Linked DNA regions of Mus musculus: all the other regions are linked to region 1. The links are chromatin contacts, called in public promoter capture Hi-C maps. All regions are on one chromosome and are shown on one strand. The core of a region is the stretch at or near the end of the contact, and the rest is flanking DNA. Distances in the headings are between cores, read along the strand shown. Region 1 holds the start of Adpgk (ADP-dependent glucokinase). Region 2 holds the start of Ppcdc (phosphopantothenoylcysteine decarboxylase). Region 3 holds the start of Ulk3 (unc-51-like kinase 3). Region 4 holds the start of Csk (c-src tyrosine kinase). Region 5 holds the start of Ubl7 (ubiquitin-like 7 (bone marrow stromal cell-derived)).

Region 1 (3,349 bases), core at 577-3,076:
ACTGTAAGCCCCCAATAAACTCTTTCTTCTACAAGTTGCTTTAGCTGTAGTTTTGTTATGGCAATAGAAAAGTAACTAAGACAAACGCCAATCCCCACTGTGACTGTATCTGGACTTAGGGTCTTTCAGGGAGCAATTAAGGTTAAGTAGGTGGCCCCTAATCCAACAGGAATGGTGTCCATATAAGAGAAAAAGACATCACTCTGGAGAACTATACAGTAAAAGGCATGTGAGAGCACGAGAAGCTGACTGGCTCCAAGGTAGGAAGAAAGAAGAAAGGCACCCCCAGCATCAGCTTCCTTAGAAATCACCCTGGCACCTTGATCTGGAACTATCGGTCTCCAGTCACAGAAAGTTTATGTTGTTCTAAGCAACTAGTGTGAGTTATTCTGTTGTAGCTGCTCAAGCTGCTTCCAAAAAAATGCAGCACAGACCTGACTTCTTCCATACATATGCCCTCAGAGCCCAGCACACACCTGACATAGCTCCAAGAAAGATGATCAAGAACCTGATAAAGCCAGGTCTTTAAGCCCAGCACCAGGGAGGCAGAAGCAGCTGGTCCTTAGAGTTCGAGGTCAGCCTGGTCTACAGAGTGAGTTCCAGGAGAGCCTGGACTACACAGAGAAGCCCTGTCTTAAAGAAGAATAATTTAAAAATAAAACTAAACTAAAAAGACAAGAGAAAGAAAGAAAAAGGAAGCAAACAGATCAGATAATGATCTATGTTCTAATGATCTACTTACGTTCCAGACCAGCCAAGGAGGCTGTAGTTCAAAAAGGAACAACAGAAGCAACATTTAAAAAAAAAAAAAAAAAACCAACTCTAACCTAAAGAAAAACATACTAAAAAACTCGCTGATGCATAGTGCCCTTGACAAGACAAGAAAGCCAAGCCTAACTGGAAGAGGGACTAAGGTTAGTGTAAAAAAAATTGGATACATTTCTGTGAGTTTCACAAAGAAAGGAGATACTGTGATTTGAGAGAACCTTAAAAATATGAACTATCACTTAGTATGGGGAAGAAGGTAGTTTCGAGAAGGGCGTGCTAAACGCGAAAGGCGCAGAGTTCTGGTAAGGAATCCTTAACAAAAAATGTTGAATATGAAAATGAGCAGTCTTAGTAGAGTGGTCTTCAGACCGGATGACGTAAAGTCAACAGCTAGAGACAGAAGCATTTAGCTTTAAGTACGTTAGGAAGAGTGCTAAAAAAATAGGAAAACCATCGTGGCCACCTGAGAACAGTCGGCAAAAAAGGGCTGGAAGACAGACAACAGAGTAACCTCAAAAATTACAAGTGACAGGCTGAGTTGAATTTCTAAGAAGCTATGAGAGCTGCTTTTACAGGGAGCAGGGCCAACCGGGTGGAAATATGCTGACTATCCCTGCAGCGATGACGGAAAAAGGCTCGTCTCACGCGTCCGACACTTTCGCCCAGAGGGCAACCCAGACACCACCGAGTCCCGGGCGGACCCCGGAGCGCGCGCACTTCCCGGGGAGGCCCAGAGCCGCAGGCAGGCCCCGCAGGCACTCACCCCACAGCCACGCGGCGCCAGCGCCGGGCGGGCTGCGCGATGAGGGCGTCCCAAGCGGCTGCCAGCCGGCTCTCCGGGGACAGAGGTCCCACGGGCACTGGCGCGGGTCCCAGCCTCAGGGAGCTCCAGAGCGAGCGCAGCGCCGTGCCCGGCAGCTCCGGCTCCAGCAGGAACACGCAGCCCACGGCCAGCGCCAGGAAGCCGGCGCACGCAGAGCCGCGCCACAGCGCCATGTGCACACACCGCCGCACCGGTGGCTACAGGATCCTTTCTCGGCTCGCGCCTCCTCCCAGCTGGGCGCGTGCTGACGTAGACGTGCGTAACGTCACACCCGCGCGCCACAGGCTCTTCCTCCCGATGGGCGGAGCTACGACGGAACTGCAGCCCCAGTTATGGGTGGAGCTATGGGTGGGCTGGAGGCGGGACGACGACAGGGCTGGCGTTGGGGGTTCGCTCTGTTTAAGTCTTGGCGCTGGCGCTGGGCGACGCTGTTGTGCGATTCTGTCCTTGGATGAACAAAGGCAGTAGTGTGGTTCCCAATCCGTACACGTCTTCCCGATATTCACTGATAGCCTGAGATAGAGTGTGTGTGTGTCCGGGGTGGGGGCGAGAGAATACTTTTACTTCCCTAGTAAGATAAGACATGCAGATAACGAAGAAGCAGCAAACCTCGCGATTAGAGTAGTCGGTCTCCCATTGACAACGAGCCACGCTGTTGTCTCTTAATCCGTCCCTCCGCCAGTGTTTGACCTCCATGGTTTTACTAGGCCGGTTCCTTTCTAAGTCTGGTGCAGTGGCGAGGCGGAGGGTGCACGACGATGGGAAGGGCTTCCCGCGAGAGGAATCTGCTCAGACCCTAGTGGTGCTGGGCACGGGGAGTCCACCTCTTGAGATTTTCAGCTAGTCAAAGGCTTCCGCTAAGACTGAAGCGATCTTGTTCAATCTAGAGATCAGATTTAACACTCAGACCCCTTAGATAACCCTTTCGGAGGTGGTGTTCCTTTGAACAACCCCAGAGTAAGCCGCAAAGGGATACAATCATGTGTACAGTATGGAAGGACTATAGACTCGAGTTTTTAAATCCTGGTTTAGTTGTTCCGGGTGATACTACAGAAATCCAGCCCTTCCTCCTTTGATGTGACGGTTCTATGTGAGAGGGTAGGTTAAGAGGCAGGAAAGCTAGGCTTGATGTCCAGTTCATTCTCAGCCTCATCTAGCCTGGCCTATTTCTATTTTGCTAGTTCTGCTAGCTCCTGACCAATTTTCTACTCTGTCTATAATTTTTGAACTTGTTAATAGAAATGTGTTTCCCTGGCTTTGATCTTGGACGTTATCTCCCACCCCCACCCCCAGTATCCAAAGTGTTTCTGTTATGGCTCTCAGCTGTTAACTGGCCAGAGACTGGTTACTAGCCCAGACTAGCCTCAAGTTCACTGCGTTGTCAAGGGTGACTTTGAACTTTTTTTAAAAAGATTTATTAATTTATTATATGTAAGTACACTGTAGCTGTCCCCAGACACTTTTTTCTTCTCGCTCAGACCCCCGGAGCAGTCAGCGTTCTTAACCGCTGAGCTATCTCTCCAGCCCCAACTTTGAACTTCTGATCCTCTTCCCTCTAGCTCCTGGAATTACAAATGTGTATCTCTGTGTCTGGTGCTCAGGGAGGAAGGGAAGGTCTTATACCTTCTAGACAGACACTTTACAGAGTGTCTGTAAACAGAAGCATTTTTTGCCTCTGTTTACTGAGAACCAGTACCAGGTGTCTGTGATTAATTGATTTGGGAGGTGGACTGGCAAAGTCACATGTGTTTGAAGGTT
Region 2 (3,349 bases), core at 478-2,977, 1.9 Mb after region 1:
TAGGCTCTTCCTCCTCTTCCCTTCTCCCAGCTCCCTTTCTCTTAGTCCTCTGTTACTTCCAGGAAAGCTGTGATCCAGCTGCCAGCCTAGCATCCACAGCTGTTGGGTGTTACCCCCAGTCAACTTCCTGTCCTATCGGCCTCTCCTCTTTCCTGGCTCACACCTATTGGCCATGCCTGGCACTGCCCTTGGGAAAGCCTGTCACCAGTGTCTGGCCCAGCTGCTCAGGCACTGGGATGCTGCATCTTCAGGCAACTATGCACTTTGATGAGGAGAGAGTGAGAGAGATGGGGCCGGGCACAGATGGTTTGCTTGAGGGGTGGGAGGGCCTGGTGGATGCTGGGAGTCCTCCTGTCTGTCGCCAGCCAGTGACCTGCTTTTGCATTCTCCTGGTGCCCACTGCCCCTTGTTTCTGAGAGACACAAACTATCCCCTCATTGGCAGTTGACCTGCCCGAGCCAGTGTCTATCTGTGTAACTGGATGAATATAATAAAGGGATCATTTGACCCTGTATGTCCCTCTGTGTTACTTGTCTCCATGTGGGTCTCAATGAAGCCTTGATGTGGGATGTGAAGCAGGGTTGTGGAATTGAGTTGAGTGGATCTGTGATGCCAAAAACCATGTATTTTGTGATCCTTCCTCTGAAGCAGCCCTGAGTAGGCCATGAAGTAGTTGCCACAACTACCAGTTAGGAAATAGGAGTGGCCTGTAACACTGAGTGAGGCGCATGGCCTGACTGTGTCTGTGACTTAGGGTTTCCATTGCTGTGAAGAGACACCACGACCAAGGCAACTGTTATAAAAGGATAACATTTAACTGAGACTGGCTTGCAAGTTCAGAGGCTCAGTCCAGTATTGTCAAGGCGGGAAGTATGGCAGCATCCAAGCAGTCATGGTGCTACAGAAGCTGAGAGTTCTATAACTTATTCCAAAGGCAGTCAAGAGAAGACTGGCCTCAGGTGGCTAGGAAGATATATTTGCCCACCCCCACAGTGACACACTTCCTCCAACAAGGCCACACCCACTCCAACAAGGCCATACTTCCTAATTGTTCCTAATTCCCTGGGCTAAGCATATTCAAACCACCATAGCCCTTAGTGTTAGGACTAGAAGACTGGCCTTCCTTAGCTCCCATGGTGGGTCTCTTGAAGCTGATTGAGTGGGCTCAATGAACATGTAAGTTCTTGAAATTTCTGATTGCTGCAGGGTAATGACTACAACGATTCGAATGTGCCTAGGCTTTGCCAAAGATGTGCTCTCTAAGAATGTTGTCTAGATCCTCTGTGATGGTCATCTCTCAAGATTCCTCTCAAGTAGCAATGGGCACGGTAGCACACCCCTTTGATCCCAGCACTTATGAGGCAGAAGCTGGCAGAGTTCTAAGTTTCAGACATGCCAGTTATTGAAAGAGAGAGAGAAAGGAAAGAAAGAAAGAAAGAAAGAGAGAAAGAAAAGAAAAAGAAAGAAAAGGAAGGAAAGAAAAAGAAAAAGAAAGAAGGAAAGAAAGAGAAAGAGGGAGAGAGAGAGAAAGAAAGAAAGAAAAAAAAGAAAAAAAGAAAAAGATTGCTCAAAGTGAGCCTTTCAATGTCGCGGCTCCCCTGCCTAATGTGGCTTTAGCCTTGCACAGGGAGCCCCAATGACTACAACTCCCAGAAGCCACAGAAATAGACCACGACTCCCAGAAGGCCATGCGATCACTCGCTTTCTCTGGAGTCATTTAGAGCCGGAAAGGCGCCTAGATACCGCGATACTTGCGGGTATCCTGGAGCTGGTGAGCAGTGGAAGGGGCGGGAAAGCTGTGTCGGTGGTGCCGCCGGGTGGGGCGGTGGGAGAAGCTCCTCTGGTCGCTGTGGGTCCGCGTGAAGGTCCATGTGTAATGTGTCAGATGTGGGGCTATAGGTGTGACTCCAGTCTCAGAATTGGGGGCTATGCAGCTGCACCGGTGCCCGCAGATATCATGCTCTATCCTTAGTTTAAAAGACACCCACACTTGACGCTTACCTTTGAAAAACTGCAGCATAAGGTGCCCCCCTCCCAAAGATTTAGGACCGCCCCGAAATACAAACTTTTTTTTTTTTTTTTAAATTACGTTTATTTTGTAAGAGGGGTGGCTGTCACAGCGTGCGTGTTGAGGTCATAGGACGACCTGCAGGACTCAGTTCTACCCTGTAAGTCCCGCCCTCATTCAGGGCCTCAGACTTGTCTGCAAGCTACCTTGCTGAGCCAACGTGCCTCAAATTGTATTTTATAATCATAAACGAGAGAAAGGAGAACGCTGGCAGTATTTAGATGCTTAAACCCTAAACTTGCCGAGTGGCATTTCAAATTAGAGTTAGAGCAGTTTTTGTCAGAAAAAAAAATGTCACCGTCACCGACGTTTGGAATATTGGAAGCCAGAACTAGATAGTGGGCAGGAGAGATTCCCAGCTGCAGGAAGTGATGCGTGTTTGGGAGCTGGGGTCTTCTGCTTCTTTCTAGCAGCTGGGAACCAGCAAGGCTGTGATGTATCTTCCTGACACGTGTCCTCAAGAGGTGTACAGATGAAACTGCAGTAACTTTAGAGGCAAACATGCCTACTTCCGGTTTGAGACATCCATTGGAAAGCCAAACATTTTGGCTGCAACCAGCATTCCTTAGGTGCAGTGTGGTCACACTTTCTTGGCTACAGTCTTGCCCGTATCCTGTGGTCACATTTTCTTGGCTACATTCTTGCCCATTCTATTACTGGTAGGTATACATGGAAATTTTATACTTTGTCCTTGATTAAACTGAGAGAATTATAGTCTCACACAGAGGCCTCTTTCTCTGCTGTGTATGTGTTCTCTCTGTGTCTCTCTTAAATTTCTCTCTCCCTTCCCCTCCATTCTCCCCCTCGTTTTTTTCTCTTTCCCTCCCTCTCCTCCCTCCCTCTCCCTCTCAGGGTCTCACTGTGTAGCCCTAGCTACAGGACTTAGTATGTTCGAATCTCAACTCCTAGAAATCTGTTTGTTTCTGCATTCCAAGTGCTGGGATTAAAGGCATGTGCCACCAAACCCTACTTTTTCTTGAAATATACATAAGACTAAGTGTAAGTTCTGTGGTTATAATAAAGGTCAAGTAAAAATATGAAAAAAAATTGTTCCCTGCATATGCAGCTTAGAATATAAGACTGGTCTAGGTAGCCAGCGCATCAAGTGTATCCCTTGTATGTGTACCTCAGTCTATGAGGGTGGGAAGAAAAATTAATCTGAAGTCCAAGGATGGCCAAGAGTGACTCAAGCTCGACTCTGGAGGTTGAAAGGGAACATTGCACCATGTGATAAAATAAGCTTGTTTTTTGTTTTTTTCTTGGGAGGGTCAGTAGTGGTGG
Region 3 (3,349 bases), core at 433-2,932, 1.7 Mb after region 1:
GTACAGCTCTATTACTGCAGCGCTGTTCTGGCTGAGCTACAGAATATATAGAAGCAACAGACTCTGGCTACTTCTAAGAGTTCCCAAGTGCCTGTTCTCTGTACCCTTCATAAAACCACCCTCCCTTCAAGGAGCCTCCAGAAAAGCCCCAGCCCTTAAGGACGTTGCATTCTCCCTCACTAAAGCACTTGGGTTCCACCTACTGGGCCCTGGAAGATGCCACAAGGTTCTTACATCATGTTCTCCATGTGGAAGCCTGAATTCCCTACAGATGCTAGGGACACAACATGGCAGACTGCAAAGCATTGGGATAGGGGAGAAGAAGCCACGGGGTGTGTCACAAGCTTTTTACCCAACTGCTGCATGAAAACACGGGCCACCTTCTCAGGCAGGATCCTGCGGGTATGAATGAAGCGAGACAGGTCACCCCCTGCACAGAACTCCATGATGAGGTAGATATTGTCATTGTCCCACTGTGGTTGCAAGTAAAGAGAGAGAGCGTGAGTTCCAGGACAGCCAGGGCTATACAGAGAAACCCTGTCTTGAACCCCCCCCAAAAAAAGGGAGCGAGAGAGAGAGAGAGAGAGAGAGAGAGAGAGAGAGAGAGACAGCTTTAGGCGCTGTCCCTTCTCCAGCCGCCTTTGGAGGCACCCCTTCCTGGGCTCAGACCTGGAAGTCTTTCAGCTGCACGATATGGGGGTGCCGAATGCCCTTGAGGATCTCAATCTCAGTCAGGAGGTTTTCCACTGACGCCTTGTTGAGACTCTTCTTGGCCACGCATTTTATGGCTACCACTTCCCGAGTATCCTTCTGTGGTACAGAAAATTTGGGGTGTCTGTTTTGAAGGGGCCGACCCCATGGGCTGGAGTGGGCTCTGAGTCTGCAAACTTTCCCCTGTTTGGAGTCTGTCCACTCTCCATGGACCTCCAAGTTTCCCAGCTTCCACGTCTCAAATCAACGAGGCATCCGGATTCGGGAATCCCACCCCAGCAAGTGTTCTCCAACGCCGTGCTTCTAACCCACCGCATCACTTTCTAGAGGGGGGGCGGGGAGGGTTAGGGGGCGGGGGATGTCACTATTTAAAGAGCTATCCACTCTGCATTCTAACTGGTGCTGCCTCCTGGGAGTCTGACCCCAGACTCCTCCCAGCCCCTAAGGCAACTTCCGTGCAGAGCCGGTTCTTCAGCCACTGACACAGAGATTCCCTTAGGTCATCGCCCGCACCTCCAGACCAAACTGGCGTGGCTGTTTTTAAAACCTAAAAGGGGCGGTTAGCTCCAGCCTCCTCTACCAGCTTGGGCAGCCACTGTGGCCTTACTGCTCTCAAGGCGGTCGCCTTTCCTGCTCAGCTTGGCCCGTGACCCAGCCGGGCTTGCAGGGAGTTGGCTGGCACGGGAGTCGGGTGCCCGGCGCCGGGACACCTCCGGCACGACCCGCCCACACCCACCTTGGCGTAGGCCTTGTACACCGTGGCGTACGTGCCACTGCCCAGGCGCTCGGTAAGGATGAAACCGTCCAGCCGAGGGAGACCCCAGCTGGGCCCAGCCATCCCGCGCCCGCCGCCAGGTGCTTCCTGGTTCGGGGTGCAGGTTCCGGCCAGCAGAGAAGCTGGGGGCGCTCGAGGGGCGGCGAGGCGGGACTCCGCAGGGCCCCGGCGCTGCCCGCCGGAAGCGCGGCTCGACACCTCCCCTCCGAGGCTCCTCCCCGCCGGCAGCGGGCTGGGTGACACCCTCTGCCAAGGATTGCCAGGCAGGTTTCAGACACTGAGGCTTTAGTGGGTGTAGAGTTGTGTCGAGGACTGCGGACACGATCACATGGGAATGGCATCCTAGAGACCACCTACGTAGGGGGCGGGAGGAAGAGCCTGGCTCACTCCCTGCCCTTCAAGACCAGAAGCAGTGGATATGAAAATCCCAGGGCCCCACAGGGTGACGAGGGAGAACGGACTCCAGCAAGTTCTTCTCTGATCATCACACGTGCTCTGGCCCTTATTCATTCGTTTATTTGGTTTTGGAAGACAAGGTTTCTCTGAGTAGCCCTGGCTCTCCTGGAACTTACTTTGTAGAGCAGTCTGGCCTCGGAGTGCTGGGACTAACGGTATGTGCCACTATGCTTGGCGAAAAACAATTTAAATGCCTTTGGAAGAGACCAAGTTGCCATTGCCAGGGTCCTCGATTCTGCCTTTCAACTCTTTCCCTAGAGTTGAGTGGTCTGTCGTCCAGCACAGCTCAGCCACCAACAACCTTAACTGTCACCTCACCTATCTTAGTAGGCCCTTAGTCTGTACTTCAGTAGGCTATAGCCCTCCCAAGTCCACCATTGACATCAGGGCCAGTGCTGTCCGAAAATCTTTTTATTTAAGCACAAAAATTGAGACATGACATATACATCTGTACATGGAGGAAAATAATACCAGGAAGTTTACAAAACCCCGGTGGCTGACATTACCACTTGGTGGCTCTAGGGCTGACAGCATGAGGGTAGTCTCAGGAGGGCCCCAGTTCCCAGGGGCAGGAGACTGGCCAGCTTGGTGAGCTCTCGCAGTACTGACAAAACACAGGGTCCAGGTTTCCACAGCGGCTTCTTAGGTGCCACTGCAGTGACACACCCGTGGAGCCCCCAGGACAAGTAGAAAGGGACCTAGACTCCATTGTGGGAAGAACCCTCAGAAAGAAGGCTCGGCAGTCCTGCCTGCAGGACATAGTTCAGGACTGATTTCTTCCAAAAGACCCTAAGCGTTTTAAGAGGTGAGTATTGCTGAAGATAGGCAGGGGCCAAGCTAAGGCAGAGGGGCAGAGTCCCTTGGGAGGAGAGAAGCCAAAACAAGCAGACATCTACCCTCTCACAAGACTGGTAGAGGCTGGGCAGGACTTGACTTACTTGTCTTCGTCCCCTCCTCATCCCCCAAGTCTCAACCAACCCCACTTACTGTACATTCAGAAGTCTGAAGAGAGGCTAGGGAGGGCCCCCAGAGGGCACAAGGTGCTATCACACATGAGTCGTAGCAGGCACAGGGTCATGACTCGGTTGTGAAGAACACCAGGAGCTCACCGGAAGAGGACTTGGGAGACTTCTGTGCTCCCACCCAGAACACAGCTCACCTAGAGTAGAGCCACTGGGGGACTTAGGAAGCCCAAGCATGAAAGGCAAGGTTGTGGAGACCCAATACACATGGAGCCTGTAGAGGGAGGGAGTGAAGTACAGGGTGCCTGTGGAAAATCCCCAGTACAGTGAGCCCAGGTTGGCCCATGATCCCAAGCACATGAGTCCATTTGTTTTCAGGGAAAACAGTCCCATTGCTTCCAGACAAAATCAGACCAAGCCACCATTAGAAAAGGAAAGACAGCTT
Region 4 (3,349 bases), core at 549-3,048, 1.6 Mb after region 1:
CTGGTACTAGGCATGCTGGGTGAGAAGACCAACCTGTCGTCTGGGGTGGGAGTTGAGCATATCCAACTCCTGCTTCTAACATTTTAAGTTATTTGCAATCTGCAACCTTGCTTCTCACAGAGCCCCTTTCTTCCCCTCAGTCAGTACCACTTTACATTGCATTCCAAGTCTTTGCCAGCAGCGTCTCCTCTCCCATCTGAAGATCCCCCTCCCACTCCCTCACCCCCATCCCCTGCTCCTAAACTAGTACCCTCTTTCAGTCCTGGTCCTTAGAAAGTGCTCCTACACCTAGCACCTCCAACGGACTTTCTGGCTTCTCTCTAGCCACTGTGCTTCCATTCTGTGGCCCTCCCATACAGGAGCACTGCTTGCTCCTGTAGCTGAGAGCAAATTGCTCCGGGAGGATCCCGGACTCCTCATTAACAATGGTGCATAATAACAGCCCGTGTTTAATTGAGGACTCACCACGTGCCACTTGCGCACCGAGCACTTCAAACCTATTAACTCATTTCCTCTCCACAAAACCTTACAAAGTTGGTGGTACCGCTCTTGCTCACTTTACCAAACCACAGTGGAAAAGGACAGACAGAGATTAGCTAACTGGTCCGACGTTGTTACACAGCCAGTGACAACTTCCCTATTGCATCTCAGCTGAAAATAAAGCCCGGAAGAGTTCCAAGAAGCTCTGTGGTTCTTTGGCCCTGTAGCTTGCAGGACTGACCGCATCTCTTTCTGCTTTCCCCTACACACGAAGTAAGTCAGGTCTCCCTGCTGTGTTCCCAGATCTAGAAAATCAACCCATGTTCCCTTCTTTCCTGTTTCTTGTGGACCTTGTACCTTTTTTTTTTTTTTCATTGTTTATCAATTTGTTCTTTGTGACAATATTTTTGCAACAACCCCTCATGAGAATTTGGCAGATATAGAGGTTTTAAGAAGTGGACTCCGGCCGGGTAGTGGTGATGCACACTCTTTTTGTTTGTTTGTTTTATGTTTTGTTTTGTTTTTCGAGACAGGGTTTCTCTGTGTAGCCCTGGCTGTCCTGGAACTCACTTTGTAGACCAGGCTGGCCTCAAATTCAGAAATCCACCTGCCTCTGCCTCCTGAGTGCTGGGATTAAAGGCGTGGGCCACCACCGCCCGGAAATGCACTCTTTAATTCTAGCACTTGGGAGGAAGAAGCAGGCAGATCTTTATGAGTTCGAGGCCAGCCTGGTCTACAGAGCAAGTTCCAGAGCTACATAGTGAGACCCTGTCTCAGAAAAACAAAAGATAACAAAAAAACTACAAAGGAGGAGAAGGAAGAAGAGGAAGAGAAGGAAGAAGAGGAGGAGGAGAGAGGAGAAAGGAGGTGGAGGAGAAGGAAGGAGAAGGACGGTGGTAGACTACAGAGCAGGGGCTGTGTAAATGCATGCTTACTGTCCCAGAAGAGTCTAGGCCTAGCCTCCACTATAGAAAGAAAACTTCGCTGGGGGGGGGGGGGGGGGGAAGAGGAGGAGAAGGAGGAGGAGGAAGCAGAGACGGTGGTAGACTACAGAGCAGGGGCCGTGTAAATGCATGCTTACTGTCCCAGAAGAGTCTAGGCCTAACCTCCACTCTAGCAAGGAAGCTTCGCCTAGAGGAAGCTGAGAGGTTGGCTCTAGCATGCTGGTGGCCCTCTGAAAGGACCTTCGGGAGCCTTCGCGAAGGCCAGCAAGTGGGGGCAGGGCGTAGACGCGGACACACCCCCCGCATTTCCTCCAAGGTCCAGCAGAGGGCGCCGACCCACGCCCCGCTGCTCGCCCGGCAGGCCCCCTCGCGCAGGCGCGCCGCAGCGGGCGGAGGATCCGGGCCGCGCTTCCTCTCACCAGGCCTGCGAGCTTCCTCCCATCGGAGCCCGGGCGAGCTGAGGTTGGCCGCCGCCGCTGAGCCTGCTGCCTTCCTTGCGCTTCCGCGCCACCCTGCGCCCTGCCCCGGGGAATCCCACCGGGGTGGGGTCCGAGCAGGGCCAACCCGGGCCGCGCCGCCGTCGGGGCCGTCCCCGGGCCAGCCGTCCCTCCCGCCTGGCCAGCCTCTGGCCGCCCAGCCTCCGGGGTGTGGGGCTTAGGCAAGCCCTGCGAGCGGCGATCGAACGCCCGGGGCGGCCCCCCGGCGGCGGCGCGACGTCCCCAAACCGAACCTCCGTGGCCGCGTTCGGAAGCGGAACTCTGCCGGGGCCGCGCCGGCTACATTGTTTCCTCCCCCCCGGACTCCCTCCCGCCCCCTTCCCCCGCCTTTCTTCCCTCCCCGCCTGGGGCTGCGCGGCAGTCCCCCTGCCTGTCTGGCTCCCCTTCCCTCTCTTTTCGCATCCATACACCTCTTTGTACCGCACCCCCTGGGGACCCCTGTGCCCCTCCCCTCCCCCTTGGCCGCATGGACTGTCCTGCAGGCCACTGATGCCGCCCTCGGTGAGGAGGCCTGGACCGCAGTGCCCCCAGAGAGGTGAGTGCTGGGCAGCCCCAAAGGAGGTGGGTGTCCTAATGCCCCCTAGAAGGGAGGAGGTCGCTCGTCCCGCCTCTGTAGCCACCACCGCCGCGCCCACACCCATCCCCCCAACCCCCCACCTCCCAAACGGGTTCGAATTCTCCCGGGAATCACTGTCAGAACACTACTGGGAATGAGCCACAAGGGAGGTAGTACTACCCAGCACCACGAGAGAATTGGCTTAGGTCTGCAGAGTCCTACCTTCCCACCCCCCAACTCCCGTGAGGAGAGCAGAGTGGGAAGTGGCTGGACCCCGGAGGAAGAGAAGTGGTATGGGCCGGACTCCCGGGCGTTTGCCCTTTCCCGTTCAGGGCTTCCCTGAAGGTATCCTGGCTTGTCTGGTTCTGAACTCTACTTCAGTCGTTGCACAGAGGTTCTATTGGCTCCAAGCAGCCCAGGGCCATGCCACCTCCCTTTGTGCCTGATAGAAGGCCGGGTCCTTGAACTAAGCCTGTCACCCTTGACCTGCCAGAGGATCAGGCTTAAAGCAAGGGACCTCTGACCCTTGGGTGGAGAAACTGGGCAGGGCTTCCAGTCTGCGTAGAGGTGACACTGGGCATTGGTACTGTACCCCGTTCCCCCCACCCCCACCCCCAGCATCCTCATCAGTCTATTTTCCCAGGCTTCTCAGGACCCAGACCAGTTATTTGGAAGGGGTGTGTCCAGTCACTGGATCTTTGGAGCTTAAGTAGGAGTTTTTTTTTTTTTTTTTTGATCATTTTGTATAGCAGGGAACTGAGGCCCAAGGGGCAGGTCATATTCCAGGCTCCTGATGGAGGGAGGCTAGCTGTCTCTCATTCCCACTTCTGCAATGATGGATGGCTGGAGGTGGAGGGGAACCAGACCCACTC
Region 5 (3,349 bases), core at 479-2,978, 1.4 Mb after region 1:
GGCTGGTCAGCCAGCTTCACTGCCAGATGCCAGTCTGAGAGAGACATCCTCTCTCTTTCGCGCTCTCTCTTTCTCCCTGTAAAACAATAAGGCATTAACGGTTAAAAGTCAACCCACCTCCCTACTCATCTCTCCCTGCAACAAGAATAAAGGAAAGATCATTTCAGTGTACTACTGCTAGAGAAACATAGGTGTAGCACTAAGAGGCTAGAACTAGAACCTAGTGTCCCTCCCTTAATTCTTTCTCTGGTGGACTACAAGGGATTTCTCTTATGCCTCAGTTTCTTCACCTTTAAAGTAAACACAAAAGCCGGGCATTGGTGGCACACGCCTTTAATCCCAGCACTTGGGAGGCAGAGGCAGGAGGATTTCTGAGTTCAAGGCCAGCCTGATCTACAAAGTGAGTTCCAGGACAGCCAGGGCTACACAGAGAAACCCTGTCTCAAAAAAACAAAAGAAAAAAAAAAAAAAAGTAAACACAAAAGGCCAATCAGTTGGATAGGAATGTTGTGAGGTTCAAGCAAGATCACCCAACCCTCTCCCTTCTACACACTCATTTCTGGTTTTCTTCTCCAGCTTTTGATTTAGCTATAACAACACTTTAAGGAGGGCCCTTGTCTCTCTTGCCTGCCCTTATCAGAGATCTATAGCACCACCCAATGTCTTATTGTTAAAACACAGATCTAACAAACTTAACTGCTTAGAAGGCCCCCATTAATCCCAAAGCACTTCTATGAACAGGTGGGTGTTAACTCCACAGCCAGATTACAAACCCATTTATTCTGACGCCTACCAGCTTTCTTCAATAGACCCAGCCCTGCCCCTTTATAACAACACACGTAAGTATACTTCATAACAAAGTTGTCCCCTATATGTAACTCTGCTCACCTCCTGTCTTTGCATATAAGTTCTCTTCCCTTTTTGGCCTCTTAGCAAACTCCTACCAAGACCCACACAAACACATCGGTTCCATGCTCTCTTCTTGGTCACACATTCCCTGTTCCCTCAAGGCAAAAGAGCAACACAAATCAATAGATTTGAGGACAAGTCAGCCAGCTTCATTACCAGATGCCAGACTTAGAAAGCTACCTTCTCTTTGCTGCTTTTTCCCTTGTACAACTTATTTACTTCTCAACTTCTCATTGCGTCCCTCATATTTGTGAAACCCCCCCCATTCTTGAAAGCCAAGACTAGAGCTTTTCTAACACAGTCCCCAGCCTGACATATATGAATGCCCACAAAATAAATCTAAAAATTCAAAGGGTGCAAGAGCCTTGTACCGCAAGACCAGTCCTTGTTACAGACACTATTTCTGCCAAAGAGGTCTCTTGCAGTAAAGACAAGGCTAAGAAAAAACTGTGGTGCGACCCAGCGGACTTCAAGGTACTATCCACCTTTAGGTTTAAAGCGAGAAAGGAGGTTTTTGTATACCGATTTCAATCCTCACAACTGTCTCCTGAAACTGGCATCATTGTCCTTATTTTACAGATCAGGAATAAAGACTCAGAAAGCTGAAGTCTCTTGGCCCAAGGTCACAGATACCTAGTCGTGAGTAGGGACAATGTTGACAACCCCACCTCTCTCGTGGGACCAGTTAGCTACTCCGGACCCACGAGAGCCCCGCGCGCCCAGGGAGGGGGCCCAGCGCCCTCACCCGTCCCGCGGAAGGAACCCGGCCGCAGCGAGCCGCCGGTGTAAACACTCACTCTGGTCCTCTTGCCGGAAACCGGAAGCTCCGCGCTGCATTCTGGGGACTATAGTTTTCACTGAGACCCAGCCCCTTATAAATGGCCGTCCAGCAGCTAGTGGCAATGCTTCCGGGTCCTAGGAGGCGTGAGTGCGAGCACGAGCAGTTTGAGGTCCTAGAAGCCAGTAGGTTGTAGCTTTCTGTCAGACACAATTGTACCACCACCTGAGGTAGGGAGACTCAGTGTGGAATTTTCGAAAGCAGCCAATAGCCCGATGATTCCCGCGCTCTCCAGGGATATATGTGAAGCCTGTTGGTTGTCCCGGGTTTGGAGGAGTCCTAGGCCGGAGGGCGAGCCTTCTCCGAGGGGGACGGGTTCCTAAGTGGACAGGCGCCCCGCGGCCCTTCCGATGAAGACGCAGTTCTCCCACGTAGCCAGCCTCTTGTGCTTCTTGCTCCTTTCTCCCAGGAAACCTGCCTTGTGGCAGCGCACCAGGGCGCTAAAAGTTGAGTCCGTAAGGGGAGTGATTAAGTCGGGTTTCTGGCCCACCGCGAACATGCAACAATGGGGTTTATAACACAGTCATTCGTAGAATCAGTTTGGGGAGGGGAATTTCCACTGAACTTTCGTGGAGACACTGCCTGTTTTAGATGGCTGAGAAACTAATGCACAATCAAATTGGATTGAGTTTACACAAAAGTTAGAGTTAGCTAAACTCAAGAGAGAAGTGATTTTTCTCAGAAAGTTCCACAATTAAGGAAAACAATAACCAAAAACAACCAACTTTAAAACTGTGAAGCTGAGGGACGGGTGAGATGGCTCAGCAGGTAAAAGCACTTGCATTCAAACCTGAGGACCTCCCCGGGAACAAATGGTGAAAGGATTGAACTGACTCCCCAAAACTGACCACACACACACACTAATAAAAAAATGTAATTTTAAAAGATAAAGTTCAGGCTGGAGAGAAGGCTCAGCAGTTAAGAGCACTGAGTGCTCTTCCAGAGGTCCTGAGTTCAATTTCCAGCAACCAAGTGGTGACTCACAGCCATCTATAATGGGATCCGGTGCCCTCTTCTGGTGTGTCTGAAGACAGTGACAGTGTATAAAATACATAAATAAATCTTTTTTTTAAAAAAAGTTCATAATAGCTACTGTGTACACAAGTGTAAAAGTTGTATTCTTGCCGGGCGTGGTGGCGCACGCCTTTAAGCCCAGCACTCAGGAGGCAGAGTCAGGCAGATTTCTGAGTTTGAGGCCAGCCTGGTCTACATAGTGAGTTCCAGGACAGCCAGGGCTACACAGAGAAACCCTGTCTCGAAAAACAAAACAAAACAAAAGTTGTATTCTTGTACAGTCCACTCTAGGACAGAACTCGGGTAGTAACTGAGTACAATAGCTTAACAGAGAAAAAGCAAACTACACATACATAATTAACCCTCCTGGTCTTATAAAATATGCATGCTGCTAGAGAGTTTCACGGTGCCCAAAGTCCTTCTTCCCTATCCTGTCCATTTTTAAATACAGCCCCTCTTTCAGGAATTAAGTGGCCATCCTCTTAACCAATTTTCTATCTACTAAAGTACTGACACTTAAACACACTTTATTTCATTAAATTTTGTTTAGTACTGTGTCTTAACTGTTTGCCGGAGATGTCAGAAATT

The links. Promoter capture Hi-C pulls out the DNA fragments that hold promoters and counts their contacts. Capture Hi-C pulls out chosen DNA fragments and counts their contacts.
Region 2: a contact with region 1 is called in a promoter capture Hi-C map of erythroid cells, with 16 times the contacts expected there. The contact joins the promoter of Ppcdc here to the promoter of Adpgk in region 1. A contact is called at or near these places in 1 of 39 promoter capture datasets (erythroid cells) and 1 of 9 other capture datasets (adipose tissue).
Region 3: a promoter capture Hi-C map of erythroid cells shows a contact between it and region 1, with 26 times the contacts expected there. The contact joins the promoter of Ulk3 here to the promoter of Adpgk in region 1. A contact is called at or near these places in 1 of 39 promoter capture datasets (erythroid cells) and 1 of 9 other capture datasets (liver).
Region 4: a contact with region 1 is called in a promoter capture Hi-C map of erythroid cells, with 4 times the contacts expected there. The contact joins the promoter of Csk here to the promoter of Adpgk in region 1. A contact is called at or near these places in 1 of 39 promoter capture datasets (erythroid cells) and 1 of 115 datasets of contacts at active chromatin or transcription factors (pancreatic cancer cells).
Region 5: a promoter capture Hi-C map of liver shows a contact between it and region 1, with 2.0 times the contacts expected there. The contact joins the promoter of Ubl7 here to the promoter of Adpgk in region 1. A contact is called at or near these places in 1 of 39 promoter capture datasets (erythroid cells), 1 of 115 datasets of contacts at active chromatin or transcription factors (astrocytes) and 1 of 9 other capture datasets (liver).

The regions. Positions count from the first base shown.
Region 1 is chr9:59,290,049-59,293,397 of GRCm38.p6, reverse strand. Adpgk (ADP-dependent glucokinase) reads right to left here and starts at 1,826. Exons shown (of 7, transcript NM_028121.2): 1 at 1,532-1,826. The coding sequence starts at 1,764.
Region 2 is chr9:57,438,492-57,441,840 of GRCm38.p6, reverse strand. It overlaps Ppcdc (phosphopantothenoylcysteine decarboxylase), which reads left to right and starts at 1,727. Exons shown (of 7, transcript NM_176831.5): 1 at 1,727-1,771. Scamp5 (secretory carrier membrane protein 5) reads left to right here. Exons shown (of 7, transcript NM_020270.3): 7 at 1-514.
Region 3 is chr9:57,587,785-57,591,133 of GRCm38.p6, reverse strand. Ulk3 (unc-51-like kinase 3) reads right to left here and starts at 1,682. Exons shown (of 16, transcript NM_027895.1): 1 at 1,448-1,682; 2 at 670-810; 3 at 353-473. The coding sequence starts at 1,549. Scamp2 (secretory carrier membrane protein 2) reads right to left here. Exons shown (of 9, transcript NM_022813.3): 9 at 2,336-3,349.
Region 4 is chr9:57,644,102-57,647,450 of GRCm38.p6, reverse strand. Csk (c-src tyrosine kinase) reads left to right here and starts at 1,798. Exons shown (of 13, transcript NM_007783.3): 1 at 1,798-2,456.
Region 5 is chr9:57,909,365-57,912,713 of GRCm38.p6, reverse strand. Ubl7 (ubiquitin-like 7 (bone marrow stromal cell-derived)) reads right to left here and starts at 1,728. Exons shown (of 11, transcript NM_001122873.1): 1 at 1,655-1,728; 2 at 1-76. The coding sequence starts at 47.